2 separate regions of the Gasterosteus aculeatus genome follow, and region 1 is linked to region 2. A link is a contact called in public Hi-C data. All regions are on one chromosome and are shown on one strand. The core of a region is the stretch at or near the end of the contact, and the rest is flanking DNA. Distances in the headings are between cores, read along the strand shown.

What was found. Hi-C and Micro-C count contacts between places; a contact is called where the count stands out from the background.
Region 1: a Hi-C map of tail fin shows a contact between it and region 2, with 3 times the contacts expected there. The contact joins the enhancer-like site here to the promoter of fxyd6l in region 2. A contact is called at or near these places in 2 of 6 Hi-C or Micro-C datasets (skeletal muscle and tail fin).

The regions. Positions count from the first base shown.
Region 1 is chr20:11,058,771-11,065,072 of fGasAcu3.hap1.1, reverse strand. It overlaps st14 (ST14 transmembrane serine protease matriptase), which reads left to right. Exons shown (of 19, transcript XM_040166282.2): 2 at 234-381; 3 at 636-796; 4 at 1,412-1,482; 5 at 1,580-1,752; 6 at 2,392-2,430; 7 at 2,917-3,145; 8 at 4,210-4,349; 9 at 4,506-4,609; 10 at 4,965-5,074; 11 at 5,241-5,371; 12 at 5,856-5,960. Among protein-coding and RNA genes, the nearest start is that of st14, 8.9 kb to the left of the region's middle. Within about 2 kb of position 4,807, at least 2 of the 9 cell types and tissues checked have open chromatin away from gene starts, as enhancers often do.
Region 2 is chr20:10,889,711-10,895,781 of fGasAcu3.hap1.1, reverse strand. fxyd6l (FXYD domain containing ion transport regulator 6 like) reads left to right here and starts at 2,350. Exons shown (of 10, transcript XM_040165453.2): 1 at 2,350-2,739; 2 at 2,851-2,900; 3 at 4,720-4,779. The coding sequence starts at 2,573. fcgbp (Fc gamma binding protein) reads left to right here. Exons shown (of 22, transcript XM_040166081.2): 20 at 89-469; 21 at 569-855; 22 at 1,700-2,058. The coding sequence ends at 1,709.

The DNA of each region.
Region 1 (6,302 bases), core at 3,558-6,057, 170 kb before region 2:
TCTTGACCTAAACTTTATTGTTCATTTTATTTGTGATTTGTTCACTCAAAAACTGTTTAATGACGACCCAATGCTTGTAATATACTATCTTTTACAGTTTGAGAGAAAGCAGAGGTATTGTTACTGTGATACTCTCACTGCAGGACAACCCCCCCCCCCCTCCCCCTCCCCCCGAAGGCTTTCAGAACATGGCACACGTTGCTGACTCAGTTTTAACTCTTTTTCTGCGCCAGGGTCACAATGGCCACAACGAGCGTGTTGACTTCTTAACCAACACCGAGAAGGTTTCCTCAAAGCGGAAATACGGCATCCTGATCGGGCTCCTTGTGGCGCTCCTCATCGTCGCGGCCGTTGTAGCCGTCCTCGTTTGGTTGTTTGTCTGTGAGTACAGTTGACCGTTTTTCTTTTTCTATATCATCCAAGTAAAGGACAATTTAATATACATAACTAAGCTTTTATCTGCGTTTGGATGTTGGACATTTTTATGTCTTAAATGTCTTCTGTCTTGCTATGAAGGCACAGCTCTTTTGAAGAGTGACTTGTTTGGACTTTGTCGTTTCCCCACCAGTGTTTGACTATTCGACTCACTGTACTACTTTAAAGGTACTAACTCTCATCTGGTTCTGTCCTCCAAGTTAAAGATGCTGATTCAATGGCCACTCTACAAAGACACGAGATCCCTTCAACGCAGCTCTTCAGTGGGCATATGAAGCTGGTTGATGTACCGTACAAAGAGCAGCTGGAGTATACCGACAGCAAGGAATTTGAGGATTTGGCAGACAATCTGGAGGCAATTGTGAGTTTGACTTTCAAAGTAGATGACGTCACTCTTCATTCCCTTTCGAACAGCTATATAGTTTTTTTTCTTAACTATTTTAGTAAATTGGTCCACGCGGTTCCCTGCGCTCAAGGATTGTTCCGTAGAGTACTTTAAAAAACGTTTTTAAATGGTTTTAGTAAAACTGGAAATGGCTTCATATCTGCTGTTTTTGAATTTTGTAACTTGATATTTCATTCCATGTCAACAAATCTCTCAGTCCGGAGAACCAGCCAGTTCCTCTCCCTCCACAACGTTATGCTTTTATCAGTAACTGTACAAATGAAACCTGCTCATCCTTTTCAGATGGCCCGTTTCCCATTTTTAGTGCTACCGTTTCAATAAAATCACCTGAAGTTAGATATGGGCGTACAAGTACATGCACAATGTGTGGTAGAGCCACAGAGTATGACTGCTTGTCTGAGACCGTTTGCAGCTGAATGCAAAACAGTTAATTGAGAATCTCATTGTTGTGTGCTTTCTGTGAATTGCATTTATTTATGTTAACAGGCTAATTAGTGCTTTTGTCTGTAGGCAGACAAGTGTAAGTCTTGAACATGTTCTTTTCAGTTGAAATACATCTTCTGTACACAGCTTAAAGAAACCTACAAGAGAGATCCACTCCTCGAAAAATATTACACCAAGTCTGTGGTCACGGCATTCAGGTAATGTGAGATCTCCATTTCTGCTACATGGACCTCTTCATGGCCTTCCTCCCTTCACACAATATGTCCATTTCTTTCTTACCCCTACTTGCACCAGTGAGGGTGTGATAGCCTACTATTGGTCCCAGTTTGATATTCCAGTCGAAGACCTGTCGGTGGTGCCCCAGTTCTCGGAGGAGCGTGTGTTGGAGACCCTGGAGAACGGCCTAAAGATGCAGCGCAGCATGGCGGGCACCGGTAGTATCCAGATCCGTGAGGTCACTGCCTCATGTAAGTACCACCCGGGCCAAGGTGGGGGGGTCACAACAAGGGGCCAAAAGATGAGGACAACCAGCCGTTAGCTGCTGGCTTTAGAATATGACAATTTAACAAAGATTGAATTCAAAGGGTTACGTATATTTTCGCCATTACAGTTCTAAATAAGACAATTGTTGCCTCCCATATGTATTGGTATTGTGTGCGCCTTCGGTTTGTATTAAAGGAGCTCGCTCTGAGTTGTGCTGATAGGATGACAGCAGATAAGCCGGACCTCTCTGCTTGTGCTGCATCTGAGCACATTTGATGCTCTTTGGATCCCCTAATGATATTGGCTGGGCTCTGGGCTGGCTTTAGACAGCCATTTTTCTTTCCCGTCCTCTCAGCATTCCCATTTGTCCACATTGTGGCCACCAGCCAAGTGCTGGTCCTGTGACTCTGTGGTCTCCCTCTTAAAATGATTTCCGTGATTAAAACGTGATGTTACTGCCCAGATGGTGCAAAGTGAGATGGTGCAGAGTGAGCTTCACACCATCGCCAGTTGTAGGGAAATTACACAGAAAATGTGCAACCCAAATATTTTTGGGCAGCCTGCTAACATCAGCCACCTCTGCCCCCTCCACTCCCCCCACCTTCCTCCACTCTCGCTGTCAGATACGGATCCACGCATGGCCAGGAACCCCAGAGACACTGGTGAGTACAGAATGTCCCATTTCAATCACTAATTTTAAAGCTGGCTGGCCGCTCACCATCCTGCCAGTCTGTAACGAATGGCTAGCTTGTACTGTACGTATGTCTGAGATTAAGGCCGCGGGAGCCAGTCACTATGTTGACACTTTTCTTTGACACTGCTGATTTCATGCCTTGGGACTGATTTAAAATACATTACCATCGTGGCCGTACTAGCCTTGCAGTAATGTGTGATCTATAAAGGATGGAAGAACCAGTGTTCAAATGTGTTATTTGTGATCCAGTCGTTGCTTTGCCAAATTAAGAATTGATTGTACACTATGTACTGAATCGCTACACATGCAGTCTATTTCTGAGGAAAACTGTTAGAACCAGTAGAAGAAGATGAAGAACATGAACGGATTTGAATTTGTGTGCTATAAACTGCTTTTGCTAAGTTACTCATATCTATGCTGACTGTATGATTTTAACAAATGTTGTTTTCCCCAGGCGAGTGTTTCTACCGTCTGGAGGCAACGGCAAAGACAAACACGTTTCTCTCACCTGGGTACCCTGAAGGCTACCCCCCCTGGTCTCGGTGTCAGTGGCAGATCCGAGCTTCGGAGGACCAGGCCGTGTTTGTCTCTTTCCCTTTTTTCGACATCGAGGATGACTGCGCCAACGATTTTGTCGCCATCTTTGACTCTTTAAGTCCAGATGACTCTCAGGCAATCACAGCGTGAGTCCGGGGACTGTGAACGTCCACCTGGTTTCAGGAAACGCATCGAATATGCGGGGGAGTGTTACTAATACGTCTCCTGAGACTTGCATGACTTTTTGCTCAGTGACAGTGATACATCATATTCTAATTGTTAAACCTTTGTAGCAGGGTTTGTTTTTGATAGTTGCTCAACCGACATTTGTTGCATTTAGCTTTAATGATCAGGGAGGGGCGGTATGATTCTGTAGTGGACAACCACTACTGAAATGTTGCAGAGGGATTTAGGAGTAAAGGCTTTTTCATGTGGGTGAAAAACATGTTCCAATTCATACCTTTTTCACTGGATTTGTGATTACATTTTTTTTGCAACTGACGCCTTTACACGCATCATATTTTATTAACTTTTAAGACCTTGGTGAGATTGAGTTGGCTCAAAAAGACCTCTGCTCTCAAATCTGTTGAGGGTGCCAACCTGAATCCTGCTGCGCTACTGTGTGTAATTGCACTTTGTCTACGGGGGTGGGTTATGATTCTGGAAACTAGTCTCCTGTCTGAAATCACAGCACTAGCTGCAGGCAATTTTAAACTCAAACCTTTACCAAACAAATATGCGTTCCCAAGCGGTGCATACATTCTTTATAAAGCTATTGAGCGATCAGCTTTATCCAAGGTGACTTGATGTTTATGAGAGCCATAATATAATACTCTATAATGACATTATTCTACAAGCGGTAGATGTATTACTGCTCTTGCAGCTTCATTTACACCTCCATTGCTCTGCCGCCAGCAACGTTGAAACTTTTGGCTAATATAACTGATGTTTGACTTTGAAACTCTGCCCAAGCAATGTGTATGTGGTGTTTGCACAATTCTTCTTCTCTGCTTGTGTATTGATTCATTTTTTTTTAAATTTGCTAAATTGATGTTTTACTGCTTTTGACTTAAGATGTTTTCTGCTGTATATTGGAGTTCCCTCGGTAAATAGTAAAGCTCAATCAGTGAACACATCAGACGTTCCGCGTGTGTTATGCTTGTATTTACTTTTTGCGAACACCTGACGGCTTCTTCCTTCTCTCTCACAGAAAGTGTGGTAAGAGACCCCCCTCCAATCCTCTGGCGGTGCTGTCATCCGGCAACATTATGCTGATTAATTTCATTACTAAAGCCAATCACCAGAGGAGTGGCTTCGAGGCCACTTATTCAGCCATCCCAATGTCTCAAGGTAGTTACCAGTCGTGGAGCACACTATCATTATATATTACATATTTTATCTATGTTGGCGTTCCTTTTTATTAATCTAGTTATGTGTATATTTAAACTCATTAAATAATTCCAATGTGTCATGCTCAAGTGTGAATGTTTGCTGTTTTCTTTTTAGTTCAAACCTGTGGCGGTGTCCTCTCTGGTGCAGAAGGAAACTTCTCCTCCCCACTTCACCCCAGCTTCTATCCTCCTGCAGTGGATTGCAAGTGGACCATCAAGGTTTGCAACATTGCTTTTCCCCCCGCGCCCCTCCACCCGAAACCCCTCCTTCCCCATCCTCCGCTTGCCAACGAGAGGAATGCTGCGGCAGCACTAGAGAAGCCAAGCTGTAAAGTACCTCCTCTATCTTCGTCGGTCCGACTGCTGTTGCAGTTCTTTGTCTGTTGCTGGTGTGTCTGTAGTGTGCGCGTGTCCTCGTGCACGCGTTCACCCACGGCTTGTATGGGTGTGTTTCCAAACCTGTCGTCCTCCATTCACATGGGATACGGGTGCATGTCTTGGTCTGTAGCTGGAGGCGTGACGTGATGCTTGGTAAATAAGGTTGTTATGAACCAGCTCTTCCGCTGTGATGTAGGTCCCTGCAGGGAAAGAGGTCCGCCTGAAGTTCACCATGTTCCGCATGAAAGAGCCCGGAGTGGACATCCGTGTGTGTCACAAAGACTACGTGGAGGTTATGGGCACCAAGTAAGGCTTCAACTTATTTCACTGACAACCAACAGACTTGTTGGTCCAACTTCGACTCACCCTACTTGAATTGCCTTTTACTCTTGTAAGCATATTGCCATCATAGCGACTAGAATCGCAAAAAACACCATACACGTGAATATTCATATTGAACTTTGTTTTGCAGGTATTGTGGAGAACTGTCCTCTTTGGTTCTGACCAGCACCAACAGCAACCTCGACGTGATCTTCCACTCTGACGAGTCCTTCACTGACAAAGGCTTCAGTTGCATCTACAGCGCCTACGATCCTGCAGACCGTGAGTTGAAAGTCCTATTTTTTGCACCCATGTTTATGCGACGTGTTGCGTCGTTGTTGTGACACTCACAGCCTTCCTTTAACGGAGTTAGACGGAGGGATTAATTGCTCAGTTTGAGGGACTGAGACGGCAGCCTGTCTGAGAGTCGAATGAGCTGTTTAGTGATGTAGGCTCAGAAACTGCACCAGTGAAACTCGAGAGCTAATCACCAGGGAGCTTGTTTATTGGGTCCTTTTTTTTTTTTAGTTGCCACTGTCAGTCAGGAGCACACCCCTTTCAATACCCTCCGCTCTTTATGTCGTCTCCCACTTTGACCAAAATGGATTTATAATTGCTGTGATCAACAGGGACCAGCGTTGGCAACATGATGGATGTTGCAAACATACACTGTCACTCCCTCTTGGTCAATTTATCATCATCATATTTCTCTTTTTCTTTTTTTTTTTTGTCTTCTGCCCATTCTCTTTTCTGTTTTTGTGAGCAGCTTGCCCCAACAAATTTGCATGCGCCAGTGGCATCTGCATCAAGAAAGAACTGCACTGCGATGGCTGGAACGACTGTGGCGATTTGAGTGACGAAACGAAGTGCAGTAAGTTCCCCCCTCAACCCAACGGGCGCAGCCCCAAACTCCAATTCCTCATCCACTTTGCTCGATCCTCCTCGTCGCCCCTTAAAGGAATAGTTTCAAATTTCTGCAAATACTCCTATTTTCCATCTTGAGAGTGCTGAATCACGTGAAGCTCAATGGCACACTCATAACTTTACAGTAAGGCTTTGGACAGCAGCCAGTTAGCTTAGCGTGGGGACCAAACACCGGGCGAAATGACTATTCCTGGCTCTGTCTGGAGGTGTCGTGTATGTATGTGATAATAATCTATGGTTTGGCTGGGTCTGCTGATTTCTTGTCTTATTGTCATTATGAGGTGGCCAG
Region 2 (6,071 bases), core at 1,101-3,600:
TTTTCAGTCGACCATCTTAATATTTGAATATTTGAATCAACACTTTAATCGTCCATCTGGAAGTTGAACGACTGCTACGTGTTTCCAGGTGGGCCAAGCAGTCGTGGACCACGGCTGTGAGTCAAAGTGTATGTGCCAGGCCTCTGGGGTAGTGAAGTGCGAGAAGCTGTCATGTGCCAGCGGGGAGGTTTGTGGTGTAAGAGACGGCGTCCGAGGTTGCCACATCAAGCCAGGCCACTGCGGCGTCGGCCGAGACGGCCACCTCACCTCGTTTGACGGCGTATCTGGGGCCGTAGGAGCTCAGGGGGCGTTTGAGGTTGCGACTCTGTGTGACGAGACCGCGGAGCTGTGGTTCCGCGTGGTTGTGGATGTCAGGGTCTGTAGCAAAGGGGCGTCACCCACCGTCGCCACCGTGTACGTGTTCTTCAAGGAAACGGCCATCACAGTGAACAGCGAGCACGTGACTTGGGTGAGAAGAGCCGGATGAGATAACAGTGACAACTTTAATATCGAAACTTTTACTTCAATTCATTTGTTCTTATTTGTTTATATTCTTAATATCTTCCAGGTAAATGGCAGGAAAATGTCCCTTCCGAGCAAAGTGACCAAGGAGATATCTGTCCAACTCTCAGAGAAGACTGTGATCATCGAGAGGGGATCTGCTTTGCGGGTCACCTACTCGCTTTCGAAGGAGGTGACTGTCGTTGTTGACAGCAGCCTGTTCAGTAAAATGTGCGGCGCCTGTGGCAACTACAACAACATCTGCAAAGATGACATGAAGACGGCAGATGGGAAAATTGCCACTAATGTCACGGTGGTTATTGGCTCTTGGGCCGCTGGGGATTTTTCTAGATGGTGAGTATTTGAAACTATTTGCCCGGTGTAAAGTTTAAAGATGCACTGCTACAGTCATTGCCATGATAATGATCTTCTTCACTTCACGGTCTCATCACAGTGTTCCCCAACTCCCCATGTAAACTAACTGTTCTAATGGAATAACGGCTTGGCCTCCTCATCAAGGCTTTTAACCTTCAATTCTAGTTAGATTGGAAGTTTTAGTATTGAACTGTGTCTCTCCCTTTATTATGCAAACAGAAAACTTAATTTGACCACTAAAACAATCAAGTACAGATCAGCGAGAGACGGCACGCGGCTATGACCATTCAATGCTTCTGCTCTTAACAGCAAGAGCTAAACAAGGACTCCGCAGAGCCCTTTTAAAGGAATGAGAGTGTGGTTTTTAATTGCATTTGGTCCAATTTAATTAAGAAATGCCAAAGAAAACCCTAAGGTAATTACTGATTAAAAAGCAGGTGAGGCTGACAGGCACGGCCATCAAAATCTACCATGCTTGCAATCCAATCACTGCTTGTCATCCAAGGACACTTAAGACTCATCTGGGTGCAATATTAATCTGAGCTCTCGTCTTCAGTTCTGTGCTTTAGCCTAAAGTCAGTCCCCAAGAGAGTTGAGTTTGGTGCTTCCGCCAACATAGTTGTCTTTTCGCAGCGATATGTCACCGCCAGACCCTGAACAACGCAAGAAAATGCCCTCTGGTCAGAGCGGCTGCTGAGTGTTTTCATATGCTTTTGGAAATGCCATTTTCAGTGTTGCTTGTAAGCTCTGTTGTGCCTCAGTGATCATGTCTTTACTTTGCTCCAATGACCTTTGACTGCAATTTTTTTTTCTTTCATTTCAGCGGCCTGTAGAGATGTTGGCTCTGCGTTGATTGAAACCATCAGGTGTGAATAGAACCATGAGCTGATGTTCCCCCGTGATTGAAACAGCCGTACAAAGTGGCTCACATCTCTGCTTTCTACACTCATTAAACAAGACCAGGAATGTGGCTAAAGTGTTTCTCATACTCCAATATTTCAATGAAATGGTTTGGGTTGTTTACTGACTATCTTGTCCTCCATTGTTCGCTTTGGAATGGTGGAAAAACTCATTTCTAAAGCCATATCGCCACCTAGCGGAGGAGGAAATAGTAGCATCTGAAATGTACTTTACAAAATGTGTTTTTATCGCCGTTCCAACCAATAAATACTTTTCATTGCACTTTATGGCTATTTATTTACTTCTATAAGACCAGCACTGTCTGTATAACAGCCGAAATAAAAATAAAAATTATGGGTTATGTGTGTCCAGCGCAGCTTATGAGGGATAACTCCTGTTGCAAAAGAAAGCTTTTCGCACTAAAGGATCTTAATTAAAATAATAAAATATAGCATAACAACCAAACCACATAATGGACGGCACCCTGGATTTAGCAATGTGAATTCCCCAGATTGAGACGGGACTTGGGTGACGGGTGAGTGTGTGGTTGGGGGGGCCTGGAGGGGGTCTGCAGGGGGTTCTGGCAGTTTAAATGTGGGAGAGACCTTGGTCGGGCGGTTTTCTTGTAGCTGATAGAACTTTATCTCACTGGCAGCGCGCGCTGCTGTTTACGCGCTCACGTGTAAATTACACCACAGCGAAAGAAGCGCATCTGCACGTGTCTCTTATATTTGGCTGTTTGGGGGAAAGAATGAGCATGATTTACAGTTAATTATGAAATCATGTTTTATTATTGATGCGGGAACCACATCTCATGGGAGTAATAGCTCAGTTTAGCCTCCCTCCCTCCCTCTCTCCCTCTCTCCCGCTCTCTCTCTCTTTCTCTCTCTCTCTCTCTGTCTCCTTCTCTCCCTCATATATTCCTGGAGGAAAAGACCAAGGAGGAAGGAAGTTGAACTCGGGGTAAGCGAGTAGTGCTGGTAAATCACTGTGCAGTCACTGCCTTTTATTGTATTTGCACGTCAATATTGAATCAATTGGCTGAAGTAAAAAAGGGAAATTTTGTTTACAAAGTTCGACTCCGCGGACGCAGAGAAACTCACGAGCTTTGAAGCCGATACACGGTAAGTTGATTTAAATGTACAAACGTATACTCTGAAATGATACTTTTACATTAATACAATTACGCCTTTAATTACGAGCTTAATCACCTTAAAGTCGGTGGCTTAAACTTCCAAAACGCATTCGTGCACACGAGGTTTTGTCTCTCAAAGCGTTTCTCCCTTTTTGTTTGTCCAACTTTGTGTCCAACCAAATTCCTCCGTGTCCTTCTATTTTACACGTGGCCACGTAGCCAATCGCTTTTGTTGTTGTTTGTCATTTACTGCTGTGGCATCTAGTGTGAAAAGTCTCTCGCCAAAGGGTTGGAAATTAGTTGTTGTTGGAGAGCTGGAGTTTAGTTTAACACTTTTGACGCTGTTCATCACGAAAATTGTGTCAAACAACAACGCGCATTAATCTTTATCGCGTGAATTGGCGAGAATATAAAACGTGAAGTTTAAATTCTCTGAATAGCTCATGCGAGTATTTAGTGTGAATGGACTCGCCTGTGACTGTAAATGTAAGCAACCTTTTATAATTTTATTTCCGACTTTCCACGTTAATCTCACTTAATTAGAAAGCATGGTAACTTTTAACGTGCTGCTTCACAGGCATCTTTCTTGTCTCCCCATTCTATCACCTCTACATCACTAACAAACAAGATTACTGGATTGTTTTTTGTTGGAAGAACCCTCCGTGTATTTGTTTGATTAAACCTGATTGGCGGCTCTTTGTTGTTAATCCTGCTCGCAGGGTTGAAGTGTTCATTTCTCCCCACTCCAGCTCCGTGTTCACACCCCCTCTCTTAGTGGTGCATGATTCCCCAGCAGTGCCACGGGCCAAGGGGGGGAACCTTGGCTCCGCCAACGTAGGCTTTGATCTTTGCAAAACATTTTATTTTCCGGGGCTTACATTTTTTTTTTTTCTTCTTGTAAGCGTGGAGCTAAAGCTGTGCATACCTCCACTGCATTCTGTTGTCGTGCCTCGGGACTCCATTGGTACAATGTGGCTGTGAAACGAACAGCTGCACTGGGGTGCTCTTGGTGCCGTGCAGCCAGTGGAGACTCGTGCTACTAATAGTGGATATGTGGAACCGCAACCTTTTAAACGTAAGGGTGTAAGAGAATCTCAGAGTTCCACGGATAGTTTATAGACAGAAAAACAGCCCGAGGAGCTTCATGTTCTATTTGTAAAGTGACCCGGCAAAACGGGTCCTGACCCACTAGCCAAATATATATATAATGCAACACGACACCGGCCCTGCCGCACACCTCTCAACTCTGCTGGAGGACTGAGGTGCTGAGCCTGAAATAGACCCTCTTTTCTTACCCCACGAGTCAGGAGGCCATGTTATGAAGAAACGTACCGGCGCGTCTGGCTGAGAGGGGGCTTTGTGTCTCCACCAGGCTATCAAATGATCGCTTTATTCAGATGCATTATGGGACACGTCACAGCTGGCGTTTTCGGAGCTTGACCTACACAAGGGACTTGAAATCAAGGCCATAACAACAACTCTCATTCCCTTAGACGCAAACAAACATATTGCTGAATAAAGGTTGGACCCGCTCGCTCTTCTGGACAGCAGCTATTCTCCACTAACCTTAACTGGCTGTTTGGTGGGTTTCTGAGAGGTATTAGCAGGTAATTGCGAAATATTTTTGCAACAGCCATCTCTCTGTTCTCAGCAAGGCTCTTTTAAGTAGCCAAGTTATTTCGCTCCATAGGGAGTCAGTGAGCTACAAAGTTTGTCTGTAAGTCGCGTAAAAAAACAAACAGCAAATGCCCACAAAAGTCAGCAGCTTTTTATGACTTCTACATATTGTTATTTACTTTTCTTCTCAGCAGGTTCAATGGATCCCGTGGTCTTGGTGGCGCTCTGCGCCTGGCTGGCCCCGGCACTCGGTGAGCATCCGCTTCACTAAACACTCGGCCGCTTAGCGCTGTTCCCTGTGTGACACGGAGCTGTGTGAGCGTTCCTCAGTTGCTTCCCCTTTCTGTACCGTGGGCTCTGTGTTTAAGATCCTCCCACTTAAAGCACTTGACGTGTCGGTATAACAAGGTCAGTGTTTTTGGCAGAAAGGTCTTGTAAAGTTTCTCTTTTTATTTCCACTCATCACTTGTTTGAACTTCCTGTGTTCTCTTTTTGGTCAAATGTGTATAGAACTTTTGATATTTTCCATTTTAAATCGTTTTATTTCAGGGTTTTGCGGCAAGAAGAAGCCATGTCAGAATAGTGTGACTGTTTCCATAAACTGGAGTTTGAAGGATCATTTATTTACACAGCTGCCATTTTTCCCATTGTTGATGTAGTTTTCTAGTGTAGATTTGTTTCTCTGTGTGAGTTGAACTCTGTTAAGCAGATTTTAGCAGAATTAATGTTTTTTTTTTTCCTCCACTTGGACTTTTAGGCCCGTTATAGTGTGACCTTGTTCTTGAAAGGGGAAATTAGTCAATAAGGGAACTTACACTTCAAGTCTACTGACATTTGGTGAACAGATCAGAAACTTACTGCGTTGAGCATCAGTTGTCAAAGTTTATACACAAGCACAGCTACGAGGACTGGCTGATATTTAAATGCTCTTCTAAGTCAGTTGAACATTTGAATGAAAAGCTACGAAAATAACTCCGGTTAAAATGTTCTTTAGCACAGATGGAATTATTTTAATATGATGTTCAATGTGCTTTTGCTGGTCACTTTATACAATTGTTTGCATTGGTTCTCCATCGCTACACAGAGTGTCTCTATTTATTCCGGTTGTTTTCTCGGTGAACAGAAGACCGTGTTGGTAAAAATGAAAGTTCGGTTATGTCTTGACTGAACAACATAACAATGCAACTGTTCAAATATATTCTTCTAACTACAGCATGTTTTAGAAAATAGATAACGCGTTTCCTCTGACTGAGACGCTGCCCACACAGTCTCACCACCGGTTTCGATAGAAGAACGGGTTCAAACTAGGTTCAGACCTTCTCGTTTCCCTCATCTGAAGCTTGTTCGCGCAGTAAATGAACTCGGACACGCAGCTCTTTGAAGCTACCCGACGCATAACTGCGCTGTATGTGATTCCACCGCGCTCCTTTTTGCAAGAACAAGGATCCCGATTTATTGATTTCACACTTTGAGTTGATTAGAAGTTTCCTAACAGACATTGACACTCGTTCTCTGGCTGGTTTTGAAGGACGAGCGTAACATT